2 separate regions of the Anas platyrhynchos genome follow, and region 1 is linked to region 2. A link is a contact called in public Hi-C data. All regions are on one chromosome and are shown on one strand. Each heading gives the region's core, a stretch centred on a gene start, on an enhancer-like site or on the middle of the called end of the contact. The rest is flanking DNA. Distances are from core to core; before and after follow the strand shown. Region 1 has its middle 39 kb from the start of HLF. Region 2 overlaps LOC110352057 (a long non-coding RNA gene).

Region 1 (3,594 bases), core at 217-2,716, 51 kb after region 2:
CTCACCTCCACCTCCCACTCTGTGTGTGCATTCACATGCACCCTCCCATATATATGTCTATCTACATACATATAAATTTTTCATATTGTGTGTTTAACACATTATAATAATAATTATTATAATACTACATTAATATATTTCATTACTATAAAGGTTGATTTTACTATATATGTTACATATTATGCACTAAATAGTGTATGTGCTGGCTGAAGCCCCATCCAACCTGGCCTTGAGCACTTCCAGGGAAGGGAACATCCACAACTCCTCTGGGCAGCCAGTGCCAAGGCCTCACCGCACCTTGAGTGAATAATTTATTCTTTTTATCTCATCTAAACCTACCCTTTTTAGTTTAAAGCCTTTAACCCTTGTCCTGTCACTGCACACCCTGATAAAGAGTCAGTCTCTCCTCATCTTTCCTATCGGCCCCCTTTAAATACTGGAAGGAAATATTATGTGTTATAGATGGATAATACAGACTGTAGGGCTAAATAAAACACATTTTAAATATGCATACATATGCGTATATTATATATTGTATATGAAGTATGTGTGCACACAGAAAGATGTGTACAGACACATTTGTAACAAGAATGATCCTGACCCCGCTGTGTCCCTGGTGCCATGAGGCCTGGGCCTGCCCACCCCTATGGCCGTGTTCTGCGGCCTGTGTCCTGGTTGCCTTTAACAACATCACACCCTGTGCTGCCTCTGCCAGCTGCAGTGCCCCCAGAAGCACCTCTGGCAGCCTGTTGATGGGCTGCTTCAGGTTTTTAAGCAAAAACAGGGCCTGTGCTCAGTGTGTGGCCTTTGGCCAGCGCAGCTGAATCCACACCCATGCCGGCGCAGAGGCCACATCTCCGCAATGCCCGGCTGCTGGCAGCCTGGCTCTTCCCCACAGAACTACAGCTTTGTCTGCTATTTTTAGGGGATTTCAGCCTTTTTCTGAGGAACACCTGCTACCTCAGGGTGCCACCAAGGCTCCACTTCAGCTAAAGCTGTCCTTACCGCCTCCTCCTTGCCCAGCAAGACGCATGGCACTCGACAGCCTCCTCCTCTCTGGGAAAGAGGGCATCTAAAAGCAGCGCCACGAACTAATTAATGCCTGTCGTTGAATGCAGCGAGTCTGGGGGTGGGCAGCTGAGCCCCGGGGCTGAGCTGGACATGGCCGCTGTGTGCCATCAGTTAAACCTCCTGCACCTCCAGCCCAGCACCTCGCAGCTCCCATCTGCCGGTGCCTGGTGCCCTCTGGAGGACACCGGAGACCTCACCACGGCCATGGCCAGCCGCAGCCGCCGTTTCAGGGACACAAAAGCCCCACGAAAGCACGAAATACAACGTATTTATAAAAATAGCTTCCAGAAAGAGCCCACAGGCAAGAAACTACGGCACTGTAACCTCAGCACTGAGCACTGGGTCCTGCACTGCCTTATGAAAAGAGTCCTGGCTCTGTCACACTTTGTGTTAGCTGCAGTTCAAGCCTAGTTGTGTTGCTGGGCTCAGGCAGCTTTGCTCTGCCTCTGGACACACAGGTCAGGGCTCGGCTTGCTGCATGACAAGGCTGGGCTGGGGTTTGTGTTGCCCCAGCCACCATTAGCAGGGCGCAGTGACCTGGGTGAGCTCTTTCTGCTCATCCTCTTCCCCAAAGCACATAAGATATAAAATAAATACGACTTTACCAGGAGCAAAGAACACGTCTTGGATCAGCAGCATCAACAGGGGTTGGACTCGATGATCCTTGTGGGCCCCTTCCAACTCAGGATGTTCTGTGCTTCCACGATCCTATTAACACAAGGGTGTCACTTATTTACAGTGTTTTAAGCTCTTCTTGCTGGCAAGGAGGCAATGATGGCTTTGGAGGCCTGGGGGGTCTAATGCTGACAGGGCTTAGCAGCCATTTTAGTGCCCTGCTCAGTGTGCGAGCACTCCTTGCAGCCCTGCCATCACTGGGGTACCCAAGGGTGCCCTGTAGTCTTTTTCTTTTTTTTTTTTTTTTTAACTCAAGCCCCACGTTTCATGAAACCTGTAGGAATTTAAAAGCTTTGAGAGTTTTTTAACCCTCTATTAAGCTTCTTCAGCTGCTTAAAAAGCATTACTCTGGAGGGAAATAAACAGATAGTGCATGCCTGGCAGCTGTGTTTTCCACAGCAAGACAGACCTGAAAGGAGAAAGAGAAAGAGAAGAAAAAGAAAAAGGAAAAGGAAAAGGAAAAGGAAAAGGAAAAGGAAAAGGAAAAGGAAAAGGAAAAGGAAGGGAAAAAAAAAAAAAAAAAAGGAAAAGGAAAAAGAACAGAGCCTTAAATATGACCTCTCAGTTTCTGCTGCATTTTTGCTTTTCATTTCTACATACAACCATACTGCAAATGTGAGTGTGCATGGGAGAAATGGGAGATACCATGGGTGTGAATACAGAGCTGCATTTCACCGCCAGCTACAGAGAAGCCTCTTGAACTGCAGCTGTATCGCCACAAGCCCTCAGTCTCTGCTGCAGGGGAGCTCACAGCTCCAGAGCCGTGTGCTTGGCTGGGGATGCCAGGCCCCATCCTGCAGCACTGGACCCTGCCAGCTCCAACACAAGGGGTCACGCACGAGCCATGCTCAGCTCCTGAGAGCTGGGCTCAGCTCCAAACCGCCTTTTTTTTTTTTTTTTTTTTTTCCCCTTTTCTCTTTATGACTATCATCTCCCTAATATATTTCTCTCTCTGCGGTGCTGCAGCAGGACAAGGGAGCCTGTGAAAATGTAAGGCCAGGGTCTCACCAGTCCTGGTGGTGAGGAGCTGCAGGGCCAAAGGCCAGAAAGTCACCAGTGCAGGGGGACAAAGACAGTACCACCACATCAACACTACAGCTTTGTCCTGTACTCGGCCTGACAGCACTGGGACCCTCCTGAAGCACAGGCACTGTGCTCCCCGCCTTCATCTGAACCAGGAAGCCCAGGCTTCAGCAAGGCACAGAGACAAAGGAGCATTTAGCAGGAGATGGCCACGGGTGGGACGGCCACTGCCCGCTCCTGGCGCAGATGGGTCCTGAGGTCAGGTCTACAGCACCAGCTGGCACGCGACGGCCCCCTGCACGCACCCCAGGTAATGTGGCTTGCCTTCCTGGGCTGGTAGATGCTGGTATTGCTCACTTAATTTCTATCTAGGTTCTTGTAGCACACTTACATTAAGCACACATATATGTACATATTCTCGTATGTACATATTTGAGCTTGTGTAAGCATTTAAATACACGTGTATACAATGACTCTGCATAAGGTTCAGTTTGAGTTATACGTGCATTTTAGTGCCATAATGCAATGGTCTGTGTTGCCCAATTAGATAAGGTGGGGCATAGGGATGCTCCTTGGAAAGGGACCTTCCCATTGAGAGATGGGTCTAACTTCAAGCACTGATGCTTCAGCACAGCCTGGGACATGAACTCAAGGGCCCGAGGCCAAAGGAAAAGCAGCATAATTTAAAGCAAACAAACAGTTATATCAGATAGTTTATCTGAACTGCTTCCAAACTACACACATACTAGATGAGATAAGCACAGAGCCCCAGTGCTAATGAATCCAATCCTGCTGCCCTGTGCAGGCACAAACAGCAAGGATGTC
Region 2 (4,077 bases), core at 1,491-3,990:
CCTGTTGTTTCCAAATATTAGGATGGGAAGTTGAAATCTAATAACTAATACTGATTTTCCTCTCCCGCTCACAGTTACTCCTTCTTGGGATTATTCTGGGAGGTTTGCACATTCCCTGCAGATTTTGTCCCTGAAGCCACAAGGCCATCTCTGGTCTTCTGTTTCTGATAAAGATCTCTATTTACAGCTTCCAGGATTATCTGAGAGTAAATATGTACAGGGTTAACTCCTCTCTGAGCATATTTTCTTGAAGTAGGGCATATATGTCTTTTATGTTCGGCTGTTCTCAGCATGACAGAAAGGACGGTGATCTGGTTTGTAGTTACAGCAGCTTCACTGCAGAAACTGCTCTACAGTTAGTTTTTTTTCGTGGCCTTATGTACAGGAATTCTTAATGGGAAAAAAAAATCTATAATTCATGAAGAAAATGGGTTTAGGCTGGATTTCTTTGTTATTTGAAGACAAGGAAGAATTTAGTTCAGCACCTTTTCCAAACCATACATAAACTGTGTTCTCCCTTCAAATTATAAAGGACATTACAGTATTGAACTGCAACTATATGATGACTTACTATTCACTGGGGGCTGCAAACGAAGGGAAGTTGCAGGGTGATCATGTCAAAAGGGAAAGGCTCACTGGGCTCAGCGAGGAGGAATCCAGCTTCTCAAGAAAGTCACAGAAGCAGAAGCCTGTCGTTACCTGGAAAATGCAGCTGTACAAAACAGGAAATACTGTTGTCTTTGAAGGGAAAGGTTTGAATCAGAGTTGTGAGGAGTGTTTTCTTCTACCAGTATCCAAGCTTTTGTTCATTTTCCTGCCCAGAGTTTGCAGGGTCAGAGTACTGCAGGAGCTGGTGGTCTCTGTAACTGCTGCAGACCCATAGAGCCTCCAGCCAGCCTGTCCCAGCAGCATCACAGCTGAGACAAGAAACACCTTTGGGCAGGTAAGCTGCAATTAATACAATGTCTCTGATTTAGGAGACCTCTTTTCAAGAGACATGTCCCTTTTACATTGCCTCAATAACAGATGAGGTGAACTAATGCAAAATTGGTAGCTGATACCATTATGGAGAATGTCATTATGATAGCTAGACCTCTTGGGTAAATGTAAACCATAAAAAATCATCAGTTTTGCCACAGTTTGGGTAAGTCATGATTTCACCCTGACCTCCAGAAGTCACAAACCGATCAGAAATGCCTTAATCTCTTTTAAAGTACTCTGCTCTTTAGCTATTAAGCAGTTAATATTTCCCTGTGGCCCAATTATTATTATCATTAAGAACATTCCTTGTTCTTGTATCGGAAGAGAACTCATTAAAACATGATTAAAATGGAAAAAGAAATAAAATGATATTTGTGGCCTAAAATAAAAATACAACAATAATAGCACTGATATGAGAAAGAGAAAGGATGTCTGGAAAGGCAAAGCACTGTGGTTCCTTCTAATGATTTCATTTTTATTCCAAAGAGTCTGTGTCACCGTTCCTTTCCAACCCCAATAGCCTCAGAAAACCCAGAGCCCTGAGCTCTCAAGGGACAGTGAAGTTTTTGGTCCCCGAGCAGTAGGCTGAACTGCATTTATTAATCTCTAGTCTGTGTCACCAGGGACCCTAACGTTAGGTACTGTAATTAGTCACCGTGGGGGTTACAAATTCCAAGTCAAAGACAAGTGTACATAATTGATGTCATGGCATGAAGAGGAGCTGACGAGCCCATTAAGAAAGCTGCCTGTCACTCTCAGAACATACTGTTCCTCCACATTAACTACAGGAGTGTTGTAAATGATAAAGATGCAGAGAAACAGGAAATAGGACACCTGCTGTGTTAAAGAATGACTGTCGTGTTGTTGGCTATTTGGAAGATGCAGCTAAAAGGAATCATCTTGTTAAAGGCAAATGTGTAGATGCAATTAATCTCATCTTGTTCATGTGTAGTCACTTCAAGCTAAGTTCTCAAAAATATGTTTGTGCTTAACTAGTTTTGATTTTATATGCTGAAGCAGCACAAAAGTAGCATAGTAATATAGGCTACCTTGTTCCAATAACTATTTAGGTCCCTGCAGTAAATGATATAAGAAAACAAAAATCAGCAGTAAATGCACACCAAGTGGGAAGTCCCGTGGCTGGCTGAAGATAACGGAAAAGCCTGTTTCACTGCTGTGCTCAGAGATTTTGCTACAAAGCTCTGGCGTTTATTTCAGTCAAGGTTTGTTATCATTGCTTGTCCCGACTGTCACCTATACACAAATTAACCTACTCACAAGTGAATACAGTGTCAGGGAAGTAAGGGAAAAGGCCTCTAACTTCAGCATGTTCAGAAAATATAGTTTCCCTCTTACAAGAAAACTGCTTAGCCTGCAGGAATGAAGTTTTGCCACAGCACAGGAGGGTTCTACAAGAGGACTCCCCCAGGTGAGGGACAATACTTTGCACAGAGGTGAGCAGCACAGCAGGGTAATTAGCTGTGTGGTTTCTGCTGTGGCTGGGAGAAATGGCCGCTCTCCAAGTATGGAGAAATTGTGGCTGCTACAGCCAAATTGGAATGGCAAGTTGGGGCACTGGGTGCAGCTGGGAGTGCAGACTGTGGGATGCAGCCCTGTGGTCAGGGCATCTCATCCTTGAACCCACAGCACATGAGGTCTGGTTCCTGGAGAGGAACATTACCAGGTACATTCCTCCTTGCTCTAACACCTTTCAGCTTATCGTAGTGGAGAGTGCTCATTCCAAAAAAAAGCATAGGTAGTGACAGGTTCTGATTCTGGGTGGGAGCGTTAAATGAGTAGAGGTGAGCAGAGATACCACAGAAATGCTTCTAATTCCTTATTAACACCGAGAGCACTGCCCAGCCTCCTGGACACTTTCAGTACTGACTGCCTTTAGTAGTTATTCACGGTACTGATACCAATGCAACATCTATCTGCAGCTCTCAATTTTCCCTGTCACCTACCATGTTTTCAAGGGAAAAACTGCATCTCTGGCACCTCCCGAACAGGAAAATTGAGTCTGCGGTAATCCCAAGTATCTGTGATAAGAAGCTCGGCTCTGCCATGAAGGCCGAAGGTTTTGAGAGCAGGGAAGGACAGCGAGTCAGCTGGATGTACGTGCATTATGCCATGTCCCTGCCAGGGCTGGAGCCTAATTGGATTGCACAAATGCGACTTCTGTGTCTCTTGATCACAAAACCAAATTAAACCTCAAGAACTTTCAAACAAATCCCTACCTGAAAGTTTGCCTTGAAAAGAAAGTGCTGATAGCTGGTATCATTTCAGCTTTTCCTCTCCCCCAGAATGAGAGTAAAATGAAAACTCCAAACTAAAACTATTGCTTTAAGGCAAATCAGAAGAGAAGCAAAGCAAAGCACGAGCAGCAAATCTACAGAACTCCTGGGTGCACTGAACAAAATCAGCCGTGTGGTAATGATGGGATTTTCTAGAAGACCTTTTAGGCATGCAACTTCTGTATTAATCTATTCAGAATTCCCTAGAACATCTGTTTCTTCTCTAAAATGAGAATAACAGCCACTTTTTACAGTGCAATGACAGCTACAGATGAAAGCATGGTAATTACCACTAGTGACTGCTGCCTAACATATTTTCTTGCAAGTTTCTCTGTCAAGACTTTTTTTTTTTAATCTACATGCGGATTCTGGATAAGAACCTCAGCCATGATAGCCCCAGTTCATGCAATTTTGGGAGGGAGGGGGGATTAACAGTGAAGCCTCTTGAATCCAGGTCACAAGTAGGCTCCCCCTGTCCAGATGTTTGTGCGTGATTCAGGGTGCAGAGAAGATGATGGCTGCTGGCAGGCTGCCCCTGGGGCCACGCCGGCAGTGGCTCAGGGTCTCCAGGGTAGCCTCTGCTGCATTCACAGCAAGGCCAGGACTCGTGAGGACACCCCAGTTCCTCTGCAGTGTGAGGCAAGGAAACGTTGCCCTCATTGTGCAAACAGCAAGGCACATGAAGTCACTAAACCTGATTAGTTTGGTATGATCCCAGCGTTCAGGCAAAAGCTTGCCTCTTGAATAACCATGTGAGCACACCACTGCGGGTTCACTTGGCACCAGGCTGTTCTGATCTTTA

The links. A called contact is a pair of places that touch in the nucleus more often than the background predicts.
Region 1: a Hi-C map of skeletal muscle shows a contact between it and region 2, with 1.7 times the contacts expected there. The contact joins two enhancer-like sites. A contact is called at or near these places in 2 of 8 Hi-C or Micro-C datasets (skeletal muscle and subcutaneous adipose tissue).

What each region holds. Positions count from the first base shown.
Region 1 is chr19:5,488,970-5,492,563 of IASCAAS_PekinDuck_T2T, forward strand. No RefSeq gene overlaps it. Among named protein-coding and RNA genes, the nearest start is that of HLF, 39 kb to the left of the region's middle. Within about 2 kb of position 1,467, at least 3 of the 8 cell types and tissues checked have an H3K27ac peak or open chromatin away from gene starts, as enhancers often do.
Region 2 is chr19:5,436,916-5,440,992 of IASCAAS_PekinDuck_T2T, forward strand. The region is part of intron 2 of LOC110352057 (a long non-coding RNA gene); the gene reads right to left. It overlaps LOC106015891 (a long non-coding RNA gene), which reads left to right. Exons shown (of 5, transcript XR_005260070.2): 1 at 1-943; 2 at 2,052-4,077. Among named protein-coding and RNA genes, the nearest start is that of HLF, 13 kb to the right of the region's middle. Within about 2 kb of position 2,741, at least 1 of the 8 cell types and tissues checked has an H3K27ac peak or open chromatin away from gene starts, as enhancers often do.